Linked DNA regions of Mus musculus: regions 1 and 3 are each linked to region 2. A link is a contact called in public promoter capture Hi-C data. All regions are on one chromosome and are shown on one strand. The core of a region is the stretch at or near the end of the contact, and the rest is flanking DNA. Distances in the headings are between cores, read along the strand shown. Region 1 has its middle 33 kb from the start of Spata6. Region 2 holds the start of Cdkn2c (cyclin dependent kinase inhibitor 2C). Region 3 holds the start of Tmem59 (transmembrane protein 59).

Evidence for each region. Promoter capture Hi-C pulls out the DNA fragments that hold promoters and counts their contacts.
Region 1: a contact with region 2 is called in a promoter capture Hi-C map of second pharyngeal arch cranial neural crest. The contact joins the enhancer-like site here to the promoter of Cdkn2c in region 2. A contact is called at or near these places in 5 of 39 promoter capture datasets (cranial neural crest, embryonic stem cells, frontonasal cranial neural crest and 2 more), 1 of 484 Hi-C or Micro-C datasets (B cells) and 4 of 115 datasets of contacts at active chromatin or transcription factors (astrocytes, embryonic forebrain, large pre-B cells and 1 more).
Region 3: a promoter capture Hi-C map of liver shows a contact between it and region 2, with 3 times the contacts expected there. The contact joins the promoter of Tmem59 here to the promoter of Cdkn2c in region 2. A contact is called at or near these places in 2 of 39 promoter capture datasets (liver and pre-B cells).

What each region holds. Positions count from the first base shown.
Region 1 is chr4:111,685,463-111,689,473 of GRCm38.p6, reverse strand. No RefSeq gene overlaps it. Among named protein-coding and RNA genes, the nearest start is that of Spata6, 33 kb to the left of the region's middle. Within about 2 kb of position 2,228, at least 67 of the 459 cell types and tissues checked have an H3K27ac peak or open chromatin away from gene starts, as enhancers often do. A contact at or near this core is called in B cells, where this site is marked.
Region 2 is chr4:109,665,288-109,668,876 of GRCm38.p6, reverse strand. Cdkn2c (cyclin dependent kinase inhibitor 2C) reads left to right here and starts at 2,121. Exons shown (of 3, transcript NM_001301368.1): 1 at 2,121-3,267.
Region 3 is chr4:107,177,277-107,181,337 of GRCm38.p6, reverse strand. It overlaps Tmem59 (transmembrane protein 59), which reads right to left and starts at 2,708. Exons shown (of 8, transcript NM_029565.3): 1 at 2,421-2,708. The coding sequence starts at 2,609. Tceanc2 (transcription elongation factor A (SII) N-terminal and central domain containing 2) reads left to right here and starts at 2,972. Exons shown (of 5, transcript NM_025617.2): 1 at 2,972-3,100; 2 at 3,634-3,773. The coding sequence starts at 3,675.

The sequences.
Region 1 (4,011 bases), core at 979-3,478, 2.0 Mb before region 2:
AACTCTTGACTGCTTGAGCTAAGCCTGTGTCCCAGGTGAATTCCTCTCTATTGGAAGCACAGGAATGGTAGGGAAAAGACAAGAGGAAACTGCGAGAGCCCTACCTCCACCCCTTTCCCAAATCTGGGCAGTATGCTCCCAGTGGTCTAGAAGGCAGAGGATCATAGATAGGTGCTGGCTGTTAGTAGTTTGGCTGGTGAGCCTAGGTATAATGCCATGATACAGGGCTGAAACACTAGTCCCAAGGGAGCCTGGATGGTCCAAAGAGCGAGACAATCTGTCCAGACAGGACCCTCTGGGAATGTACAGAAAGACCTGTCATCCAGTGTGTGGACACGGGCCTGAGTAAAGCAGGAAGTTGAGGTTCAGGACAGAAGTCCTTAGAAATGGGGCTCTAAGGGAGGAAAGTAAAGACACAAATCACATTGTTCTAGGAAAGTGATTCCACGAAGTAAATTTCACCCTGGAGGCATTTCAGGAGTGAGGGGGCCATTTGGAAATACTGGCCATAAAATTACATGATGCTTCTGAAATCTCTTTTTCAGCAAAGTAATCCCATGAATCCATGCAGTAAAGAATAATTCAGTGCCCCTAAATCCTGCCTCTTCACTCTTAGGTGAAATACTGGCTTATGAGCTATCTGAGTATGTGTAATGTAGTTAGGCTACACGCTCGGATAGCTCTCCATCTTTCCCCTTCCCCTCCCCTGTCCCCTGTCTCCACTCTCTCTCTTCTCTCTTCTCTTTTCTCTCTTCTCTCTTCTCTCTTCTCTCTTCTCTCTCTCTCTCTCTCTCTCTCTCTCTCTCTCTCTCTCTCTCTCTCTCTCCATTCTCCTCCTCTCTCCTCCCTGTATCTCTGTCTGTCTCTATCTGTCTCTCTCACACACACTCACATACACATACATACATACACACACACACACACACACACACACACACACACACACCACAGTCTTCTCTCCATGATGCATCAAACCATTTTCCAGCAATACTACTTCCTTCTAAATCAAGAGAAGACGTGTTTTAAGATGTCTTCCCAATATCAAAACTGAGAAATTGTCTTGCTCAGAATTCTATCAAGAGTTGCTCTGCAGTTTAGAAAGTTTAGCACTGACAGCTGTGGTCGCGTGTGAATCACCCACTCAACATTTCTGGTGGAGTCAGTAGCATCTGCAGCTCCCAATTTGAAAATCAGAGGAAGAGATCGAAGTTTATGCTACTTTATTAAGTCTGTTTAACTTCTGCCACTGTGTCTGTGTGTGTTCCTACATGTGTGCATAGATGCATAGGCTGGACAAGAAATACTGCCTCAAGAGATCCTCCTGCCTCAGCTGAGACTACAGATTTTTCGTTGTGGCTTTTTATGCCATCCTATCATGTGATTTAGATGCAGATATGCATGTTATTCTCTTGCATGTTACAATTAGTTTGTTTCTCCAGTGTGTTAGAATATTGTATATGTTTTTGAAAGTTGATTATGCAAGTATGTATATATTTTATGTGACTTTCATGTAGAAGAGAGTGTTCAAAATGCCTTCGTAGTAAAAAGGTTGGGTCTGTGAGAGCTGAGTTCCTGCTTTTCCAGGGCAGAGCTTAGAGGAGAAACGTGGTAGCCAGAGCATAAGTTTTGAGCGCCCCCTGCTGGGGACAGAGACTGCTGCCATCCTGCTGCTTTCCCTCTTTCAGATTGTGGCGCCTGATAGCTTCCAGAGGCAATGGGAAAGGTGTTTGTGGATCTGAAAACCTCATCCTCAGGGTGGTGGTGGGGAAATGTGAAAAGGAATCTTAGAAATAACATTTAGGAAGAAGGAATGTGGACTACGTGTTCCTTTCTTTACTAAGCGCTGCCATGGACTAGCTGGTTCTGAACTGGAAGAGAGCTAGATGCTGAGGCTTATTGATGCGAATGCTGCCAAAATATTACAGGAAAAACATATTCCCGTTTTTTAGTTAAATAACAAAGTCATCTTTCTCTTACTCCTCATTGCAGCAACTTCCTGGCAGCCCACTGTCTTCCTTCTTTCTTCTTTTTCTTCCTTCCTTTCTTTCTTTTTTCTTTGTTTTTCTTTTTCTTCTTTCTTTTCTTTTTCTTTTTCTTTTTCCCTTTTTTGAGTCGGCATTACATTGATTTGATTAACTAAATGAAATCCAAAAGGACATCGGTGTATCTCTCCTGCTGTTGCATCTTGATTCCACGCGGTGGCACTGTGCTGAGCTGTGGACAGCACCACTGCAGAACTCAAAAGAAAGGGGAGGTTTGAAACTGTGCTGAGGAGAGACTAGTGAGATTTGCCGAGACTTGGGGAGGACAGCAGGAGCCTAAATAGCTCCCGCTCCAAGGCTCATACATTTTCAGTATTTACTTTCTCACATGTGTTCGGGAATTCAGCTTCCTGGAAGACACCGAGCGAACTCTCAAGGCCAGCCTCATTTGTCCTTTGACCCTGTTGGACCACACAGCCAAATTTACCCTGCACTTCCCTTAGTGTATCCCCCGGGTTTGCCAGCTTTCCTGTTGAATTTCCAAGACCGCTTCAATCTTCCCACTTTTAGATAATTTGACCTTCCTTCTGAAGGTGTCAGATCTCTTCTAGCCCTGTGTCACACTCAAGCATAGCTGCCAGCTGGCTTCTCTTAGGACAATGCTATTATTATACCTCTGGAAAACTTCTTTTCTAGTAGGAATTGGCCACAACTGTCTTAAGGAGAGGGACAGAGTTTATGTTATGCAAGGAAGAAACAAAAAACAAAAACCTAGCAGTTTGTACCATCTGCCTCAAGAGGTCCTGAGTCTCTTGTCTTTAGAAATACTTGGAGCAGACTGTTGTGAATCGCCCTCCAACCAACACCCCAGGAGGTGCAAGCACACCTGTGCAGTCACTTTGGGATGGTTCAGGAAGGACATGAGCCCCACTCCCCCCAAATGTGCCTACCATCACAGTTTCCCCCTCTTTTGTTGAAACTAATGAGTCACGATCAGAGTAATGTTTTTCTGTGACTCCAAAACCATTTTGCTTAATGAGGTACTAAGTCTTTATAATTAGGCCCAGAAGGAAAAGAGGACGTGGCCCTTAAGAGCAATAATTATTTCAGTTATTTATGGTAATAAAAAATTGAAAATAGGAATTCTTCCTCAGAATGCGACTATTTATTCTTTTACATATTGCCTAACAGGCAATTACCCTATTAAGGCAGCATTTTGTTGCTAAAGACATTAATTGAAATGTAAATTAAATGTAAATCAGCTAATTAAATTGATATGTAATGAACTTGTCAGGCAGGCCTCTCTGATCAGATGCATTTCACTAATAAACAAGCTTTGCAGCCTGCCCAACACACAACTGGGGCAAAGGGTTCCTAGTTGATCTGCACCTGGCAGGCAGCAAGAATGAAGGGGTGGGCTGTTCAGAACATCAGAAGAAGAGAACATTTGGTCATTGCTCTTGGAGACATGTGTCTTAGGATACCTACCTGGGCTTCTTTTTCTTCGGATGCAGAGTATCACATGAGAACACCTAAAAGTTCAACTCAAACCAGGACATGTGAATAATGGTCTACCTGGAATTAGGGTGTATCAAGAAAATATCACCACTGCTTTCTGATTCCCATAGCTGTGTGCCCCTCTCAGGGCTGCCTCCCCTTACACTGATGACTTATGGCCTCCACATTTCCTCACAGGGGAGCAGAGTTAAATGAAGTTGTACTAGGGCATTCTTGCAGCTGGCAAGAACTGGCACAGCTGAGCCTGTTGTTCAAATAGTGAAGCACGCAGTTGGCAAATAGCTACTTCTCTACCTCGTGGCTATTTGTGTCTCAGATAGATGTCTCTCCTTTGCCTTACCCACTTGGGATCTTTTCCCAGGGCCTTCAGTATGGAAAGCATGTATGTTTAGTCTGAGAAGGGCCCCTTCGGGATGCTAGGCTGGTATCCATGCTGACCAGCTAATGCCCTTACACACCCACCCTGTAGTGCGTCACTCCTAAACCAATCCTTGTGATGGGGAAATCCCAT
Region 2 (3,589 bases), core at 872-3,371:
CATACCCAGCTGCTTTTACTCTTTTTTAAAGATTTATTTATTTATTATTAGCTGTCTTCAGACACTCCAGAAGAGGGCATCAGAGTTTGTTACGGATGGTTGTGAGCCACTGTGTGGTTGCTGGGATTTGAACTCAGAACCTTCAGAAGAGCAGTCGGTATTCTTAACCACTGAGCCATCTTACCAGCTGCTGCTTTTACTCTTATTTGCAGGTTCTATATTTTTAAGTTTTATTTGTGGGTGATGGGACATTAAAATCTTCAATGCTTAGGGTTCCCCCAAACCCTTTTTAAAAATATTTGTGTATATGAGTACACTATTGCTCTCTTCAGACATACCAGAAGGGGGCATCGGATCCCATTGCAGATGGTTGTGAGCCACCATGAGGTTGCTGAGAATTGAACTCAGGACCTCTGGAAGAGCAGTCAGCACTCTTAACTGAGCCATCTCTCCAGCCTCTCCCCAAAGGTCTTAATACAACACGGTAGAGTGGGGAATACTTGTAATCCAGCCATACCAGGGTGACACAAGGTTACAAATACTAAGCCAGTCTGGGGTACATAAGGAGCAGTAGGCTAGCCTGGGCAACAGCACCCTAAACATTGCATTTTCTTTACTCAGTAATTCAGCAAAGATATTTTATTTGATGAAAGTCATAACACATGTACATCCATTTTTATACAGAATGCCCACAATTTTATTCTTCCTCGTTACCATATTTTCTCCAAGCAAGACACCATTAATTTCCAGAAAGCAGTGTTTGTAAATTTGTATTAGTGCTAGTTATCACTTTAACAGTGCCAATCTCCTATCATAGCTTCCAGATAACTAAAAACTCAGAGTTCCCAGAATGTATACATGGAATACAGTATACATGGAATCCTAAATATTCTGTTAAAATGATTTTTAAAGAAGTTCATCCCCTTTGTTGTTACCTGATTCACAATATTCAGCTTTCGATACCTCAAAAATTAGCTCTAATCTTTTTCTTAACAACTTAAAGAAACACTGCCAAATTCTTGTAGTTCCAATTTTCCCTAACAGCCAACCTGTTGCTAAATGACTATCCAGATGTCTCTGGCTTGTTTGAATACTTTCACTTTACTCCAAGGAACTGGGTTACAGATGTTACTTGAGGATATATGTGCAGTGGCTGGTTCTAATTAGACCAATATTTGGGGGGGAGGGGAGGCGGAGGGGGGGTTTGGTTTCATTTTGACCACTGAATGCAACCATGCTGGTGTTTTTTTAAAAGCATAAAAGTATAGAAGGCAATAATCTCATATGCCTACAAGAAGACGTGAAAAGTACAGAAAATTGATGAATATGAAATATATGGATGCACTGGTCCTTTTACACTTAGACCACCATCCTCACCTCCACCTAAAAACAACCAATCCTCGGTGTAGTGAGTGAAAGAAATCCCCCAATAAAGACATAGCCTTTTTAGAAAACCTTTCTAACTCACTGTAAGCTTTGTTTAAAGTTAATTGCATTTCTCCTTTTCCCTCAAGACTAGAAGTTCACATTTTCTAGACCCTGAAGTTCGTCGGGATTTCTTGTAATATGCTTTCAGTTCTCATAAAACTCGGTCTACAAGACTTCTCTGCCCTGTGGTGCTGTCAGTTGTGTCGCCTCTGCAGCCCTGGCAATGACCTGACAGGTGCCAAGGCCTGTGGCAGAGCAAAGGAGTCCAGCAGCCCCGGGCCAGGCCACTCGAACTCGGCGAGCCTGGTCGGGGAGCGCCGAGGAGGGTGGAGCTGCCCGGCTCCAGCAGAGGAGATCCTACCCGTCAGCTGCAGGGCCGCCGAGCCTCTAAGGGCCTCCGCCCGCACCCGCGGCCTTAGTTACCACCACCGGGGTCCCGCACGGTAGAGGCTCCCACTCCAGCCAGCCCCAGAACAGCAGGCCAGGCCGGGCCGAACCCACCCCGCTTCGGCAGGGGAGACTAGCGAAGCGAGAGGGCAGGCGGGAGCGCCAGCGAACCCAGGCCCAGCGCGGGCAGAGAAGGGCGCAGGGCCGCGAGGGCGGAGCGAGCGGGCTGCCGGCCACTGCGCCGCCAGGGCGTTGGGCGGGGCGTGGGCGGGGCCCGGCCTTCCCGCTCCCGCGGCGCCCTAACTCGGCGGAGCCTCCTTAAAACTCTGCCGTTAAAATGGGGGCGGGTTTTTCAACTCAAAAAGCGCTCAATTTTTTTCTTTTCAAAAAAAGCTGATGAGGTCGGAAAAAAGGGATAAGAAACCGGCACAGTACCTTCAGAGGCAACCGTAGCAGCAGTTGCTTCAGCGGAAAAAGAAGCAAAGGAGGGAGGGAAGGGAAAGATCCTAAAGGAAAGACGCGCAAGTGTCTGTAGCGGAGAAGGGAGCGGCGATCAGAGATTTGGGGGAGTCGGACTACAAAAGAAACTGTCAGCTGCGGCTCGCGACCGGCCGGCGCAGCCTGCCTCGGCTCCGGAACCCAACTGGCTGGCAGCCGCTGTCCTGTCCGCGGCACTGATAGGGGCACAGGCCGGAGGACCGCCAAGAACTAACTGGCCAAGTGGCACCGAGCGCCCGAGCTGCTGGGCGGCCGCCAAGAAGTTGGCGGGACTGGCTGCGCCCGGGATCTGTGGCGACCGCTCCTACTTCCAAAGACCCTTCCCATCATCGGACGCCCCGGGAAAATCTGAAAGGGAGGGAACGACAGCGGCAGAGGCGACGGCCGCCCCTCAGCGAGCGCTTGCAGTGAAGAGCCTGAGCTAGCTCGGTCGTAGGCGGGAAGTTACTGGTGAGCTGGCCGGGTGCAAGAGCGATGCTGCCGCGAGCTACCCCAGCGGCTGGAGCCCCATAGACGCTTCCCCCTTCGCCGTGCACCGTCTTCAGGCTGCCGGGAGTCCCGGGACCCGGCGGGGCCGGCATGACGGGCTTGGCGGGGGTCTGCCGCACACCCACCAGCCTCCGGAGACCCGCGCCCTGCCCGGCTCCCACGGCCTCTGAGGCTCGGCGGGGCTGCGGCAGCTCGGCGGGCGGGCTCCGGAGGCTCTTCTGAAGACGCCGAGCCCGCTAGGGAGTCGTTGAGACCTGAGAGTTGAGGGCTTCAGAGCTGCTGCTCTGGTCTGCCCTCAGCGATCGTCTTTAACCCTCCCGAGCACGTCAGCATCCAGCCAGCGCGGCGCTCTGCTAGCGAGCGAGCAGCACTCTGGACTACCCCCTTCGGCTAGACGGATGGAAAGTGAGCTCTGCGAAGGACCTGACTCTGAAATTCTGCCTCAAATCACCACTGTGAACAAGGGTGGGTTAATACCTTTTCTACTCTCTAATACTTTTTCTTTCGCGGTGTTGTCTGAGCTGACCTAGTCCTTTAAGTCTCCGCAACATCTTCCTCACAGAGCTGTAAAGCTTAGGTACGTGACAGCTCTGCCTACATCTCACGTCCATAGTAATTAATCAAGAACTGCTTCTGTGTATGTATCTCTGTTGAATCGCCAGAATCCTTCTTAGGGGTTAAGCTAAAAAGCTAGAGAAGGAGCCCCTCTCCAATGGGCTCACTTTTGCTGAATAATCACGTGTGAATCGAGGGGCGGGCTTTTGGCAGGCCGACCTTACTAGTATTT
Region 3 (4,061 bases), core at 1,459-3,958, 2.5 Mb after region 2:
TGAAGACTCGATTTCTACTTCACTACTTCTTAGTTATAGGATCTTGGCTAAGCACTTACCTTTTTACTCGTTTTTTTTTTTTGTTTTCTCAAATTTTCCTTTTTTCTTGTTTTTGTGACAGAATTTCTCTGTGTAGCCCTAACAGTCCTGGAACTACCAGACTGGCCTCAACTCAGAGATCTGCCTACCTCTGCCTCCTGAGTGCTGAGATTAAAGGTGTGCACCACCATGCCCAGTAGGAGAGTAAATTTTGAGCTGGGTGCAGCAGACAAGACTATAATCTTAGCCCTTGACATTTACTGATAGAGGGAAGAGAACAGAGTTAGCTGGAGGCCATCTTGGACTGTATGTCAAGACAGTGTCTCAAACAAACAGTCTAAAATATGCAGGTATTCCTAGAATTCAGAGGGTGAGGCAAGGATCCTACCAGAGATCCTACCTCAGAAACAAAACAAATTTAAGTCCAGGACAGACAGGGAGCCAATGATTTGGAGTTCTGGTTAAGAACAGCATTAATAAATTAGTGAAAATGACTTATCAATATCACATCAATTATTAGCAACTAGTGAATATTATAATGCCTAAGGCATCTGATTGGCATGGTGCGTGTGTATAGCCCCAGCAGCACCGAGGAACCTGAGGCAGGAAGGCTGAGACTGAACAACCAACCTGAACTGTAGGCAAATCCTGTCTCAAACACAAACACATCCAAGAAATATCCAAAGATTCCTGGTATCCGTATCTTTCAAATTATTTATGTCCCCAGTATTCTGTCTTACTCTACAAATTTCCTAGGAAAGCCTTAAAAGAGGGAACCAAACATTAACATAACATAAAGCAAACCTCAGCCTAATTCTTGGCCAATTGGTTCGGGTAGAATCTTTTGATGATGCAAGCTTTACTGACTGACATCTAAAGAATTCCTCTTACTCCCTGAGGTGAGCAAGGCAAGCCTTACACCCGTGACCCCTGACCTCAGCCTCCAGCAGGCTGTAATTTACAGGTGTCCATGACCATCCCAGCTCTTCATTTCTCCCAACTATTTATTAATTTCTAACTTAGAAATTTTAAGGCTAGCCGGTGCTGCAAGCCTTTAATCCCTGCACTTGGGAGGCAGAGGCAGGAGGATTTCTGAGTTTGAGGCCAGCCTGGTCTACAGAGTGAGTTCCAGGACAGCCAGGGCTACACAGAGAAACCCTGTCTCGAAAAACCAAAAGAAAGAAAATTTAAGGCTAATCTCAGTACAATCTTGTGGCGCCGTTTATGTTTTGCTTGTAATTGATGACCCTCAGATGGGTAAGGGGGACAAAATGCTTGAAGGTACAGAATTTACACTTTTTAATATCAAAGACAGGAAAGCACTTGTCAATATGGAACATTCTAAAGTCACTGGGACTGCCATTCTAGTCACTTTGTACCTTTAGAAGGCAAAGAGGGAGAGCCACAATGGTTAAGCAAATAGCATACAGAAGACAAGGCCAAAAAAAAAAAAAAAAAAAACCACGCGCATCAGCGAAAGCCCTTACAAAGCCAGGTGGGGAGGGGCATAAACCCTAATTATATATGGAAAATGAGTGGGGAGAACCACCAAGCAATTTAGAATGTTGAGTAAACAGAATTCATAAGAAACTGGAAAACAACTTAAGAAGGCAGAATTAAAGGCTAGGCAGCGGCTGCGGGCAGGGACCAGGGTTAGGGATCGGTCTCTCCTCTAGCTACACAGTATAGGTTTTCCGTAGGACAGTAGAATTTCCTGATCCACTCCACGATTCCTTATCTTCTGCACTGAGTGACGTTTATTTTACTTTATTGTTTTTTGAAGACAGACCCCCCCCCCCCCAACCGCCGCCTCACAAAGGCATCCAGTCCCTTGCGGCAGCGTCTCACACACACTCAACACAGACAGGAAGTCCTCCCTTCCACGGTGTCTGGTAACTACTGAGGCTGACTTCACACTTCAGACCGCAAAGGAATTGTCAAGCTTTCTCCGACTCGGGGAACACAACGCGCTTCGTCCCAGAGAGGCGCGCCATCAACCCAGACTGGAAGGCACTATTTTGTGCACGCCTGCGTCCGCGCCATCCTCCCCACCCCCGCGCTGCTAGTTAGGTCAGGACCTCGCGTTCATCCTCCATCTACCCTAGCAAGCGATCGCCTCCCTGGCGGTCCCGCGGGCTCCCAAGGGCTCGCCGATTCCGCACATTTGTGTCCCCCCCCCCAACCCCCAGCCTATCGCCGAGACCTGCAGCACAAACTTCCGGCAATTTCCGCAGGAGCAAGGAAAACTGCAGCTGCACCGAGTGGGCAGCGGCTGAAGCACAGCTTCACCACTAGGGCCCCGGCGCTGACCCCGAGGTGGAACGACGCGAGCTGGGGCACCGAGGGATGAGGGGAACTCGGGACGGATGGGCCCTGCCTACCTTCGGGTAGGTGTGCAAGGGGTAGGTCAGCTGACAGGCCCGGTGACAGGACGCTGTGTCTCCCAGGACCGAGTCAAAGGCTTCGGCCGCTGCAGTCCCCGAGCCTCCGGCCAGCGCCATAGTCAACAGCAGCAGCGGCGGGAGCCCCAGTTGGGCCTGGACCCAAAGCTTCCCCTTTGGCGCCGCCATCTTGTTCCCCTCTGTCACAGCAGCTCGAATTGTTGCTGTTTTCTTTTCAGGCTTTCTCCTTCTTCCGGGCCAGCCCCTTTCCCCGCCCCTCCGGCCCGCGCTTCCGCCTCCGAGAGCTCCTCGGCCCCGCCCCGGTCCGCCCAATCGGCTGCCTCCTGGCCGGTCTCTGGGACGGAAAACCTCTCGTGGGCGGGCTTGGGGACCCGGCCGACCATCTCAGCCTTGGGCTCAGAGCCGCGCCTGCCCCTTTCTCCGTGCCAGGCCGACTGGGGCCAGTAGTTCTCGGCGGCTTGGAGCGAGCTGAGGGGTGTTGCTTCCCTCAACCACAGCTTCCGCACGCCTCGCAGTGCGTTCTGGGAAGTGTAGTTCCTGCGGGTCACCAGCGAGGAACTGGGCCCCGGAAGAAGTGTACAAATAGTTACAACGCGCGGCCCGGGTGGAGGTCCCGAGGAGTCAAGAGACCAAACAGCGTAGGCAGGCTGATTTTCCCGGTGGGTCTCACGTCGAGCTCTGATTGGATAAGCCCTTTCCAGGCCTCCTAGTGCTGGGGCCAAGGCCTTGCTCGTGGAAGGGTTGGGATTCTCTGACACACAACACTGGTTTCTGAAGCAGCTTCTGTATTGCGCCGGGGTCTGGAGATGGTTGTTGTGGGCCTTAGAGTAATTCTTAGGATTGGGGCTGCCGCGGAGTGGGTGTAAAGAGGGGTTCACTGAGCCCAGTGGAACCCTAACTTCATCACAACTCAACCTGAACTGGAAAAGGATTTCAGAAGTCACCCCATTACCCCGGGTAGTGGAATCCAACTCCCTCCCTAGCATGCCCCTCTGGATCTTAGGAACTTAACCCAGGAAGTAAACTTAATTATAGTTTCAGAAGAGATTTCCTCTTTCGAGAAGAAGTCTTATTTCCTGTAAATACCATCCAAAAGCCTTCATAATTCAGACGTGTTTAGAAAATCCAGTCGTGTCACTTCTGGGAATACACATCTCAACCTTAATAAAGTTTCACCCTGTTTCTTGAATAGAATACTCCTCAAGCACCTGAAGGTAGGCGGAGCCCCCAGCAATGGATAAATTCGTCATTCGAACGCCTAGGATCCAGAATAGCCCGAAGAAGAAACTCGGAGAAAAGGTTTACAAGCAAGCCACGATTGAGTCGTTGAAGGTGAGAAGGAATGTGGGGTCAGAGAAAATGTGCACAGGACTGTCATAAAGAGATAGGGCCAACAGGTTCCATTGTAGGGAATCATGACTTTTTGTTAAGCACCCTTCAGGGACCATTTTTCTTTCTTACATACCCTGTACAGACTTTTATCAGTTCCTGTACCTCTGCTACCCTGAATTAATCCAATTCTGGCTTTAGGGTATGGTTGCTAGCTGACAGGATCACTACCCCCCTTTGTTAAGTTTTTTCTTTTTAAGATGAATTTTTATTTATTTATTTTGGTTTTCA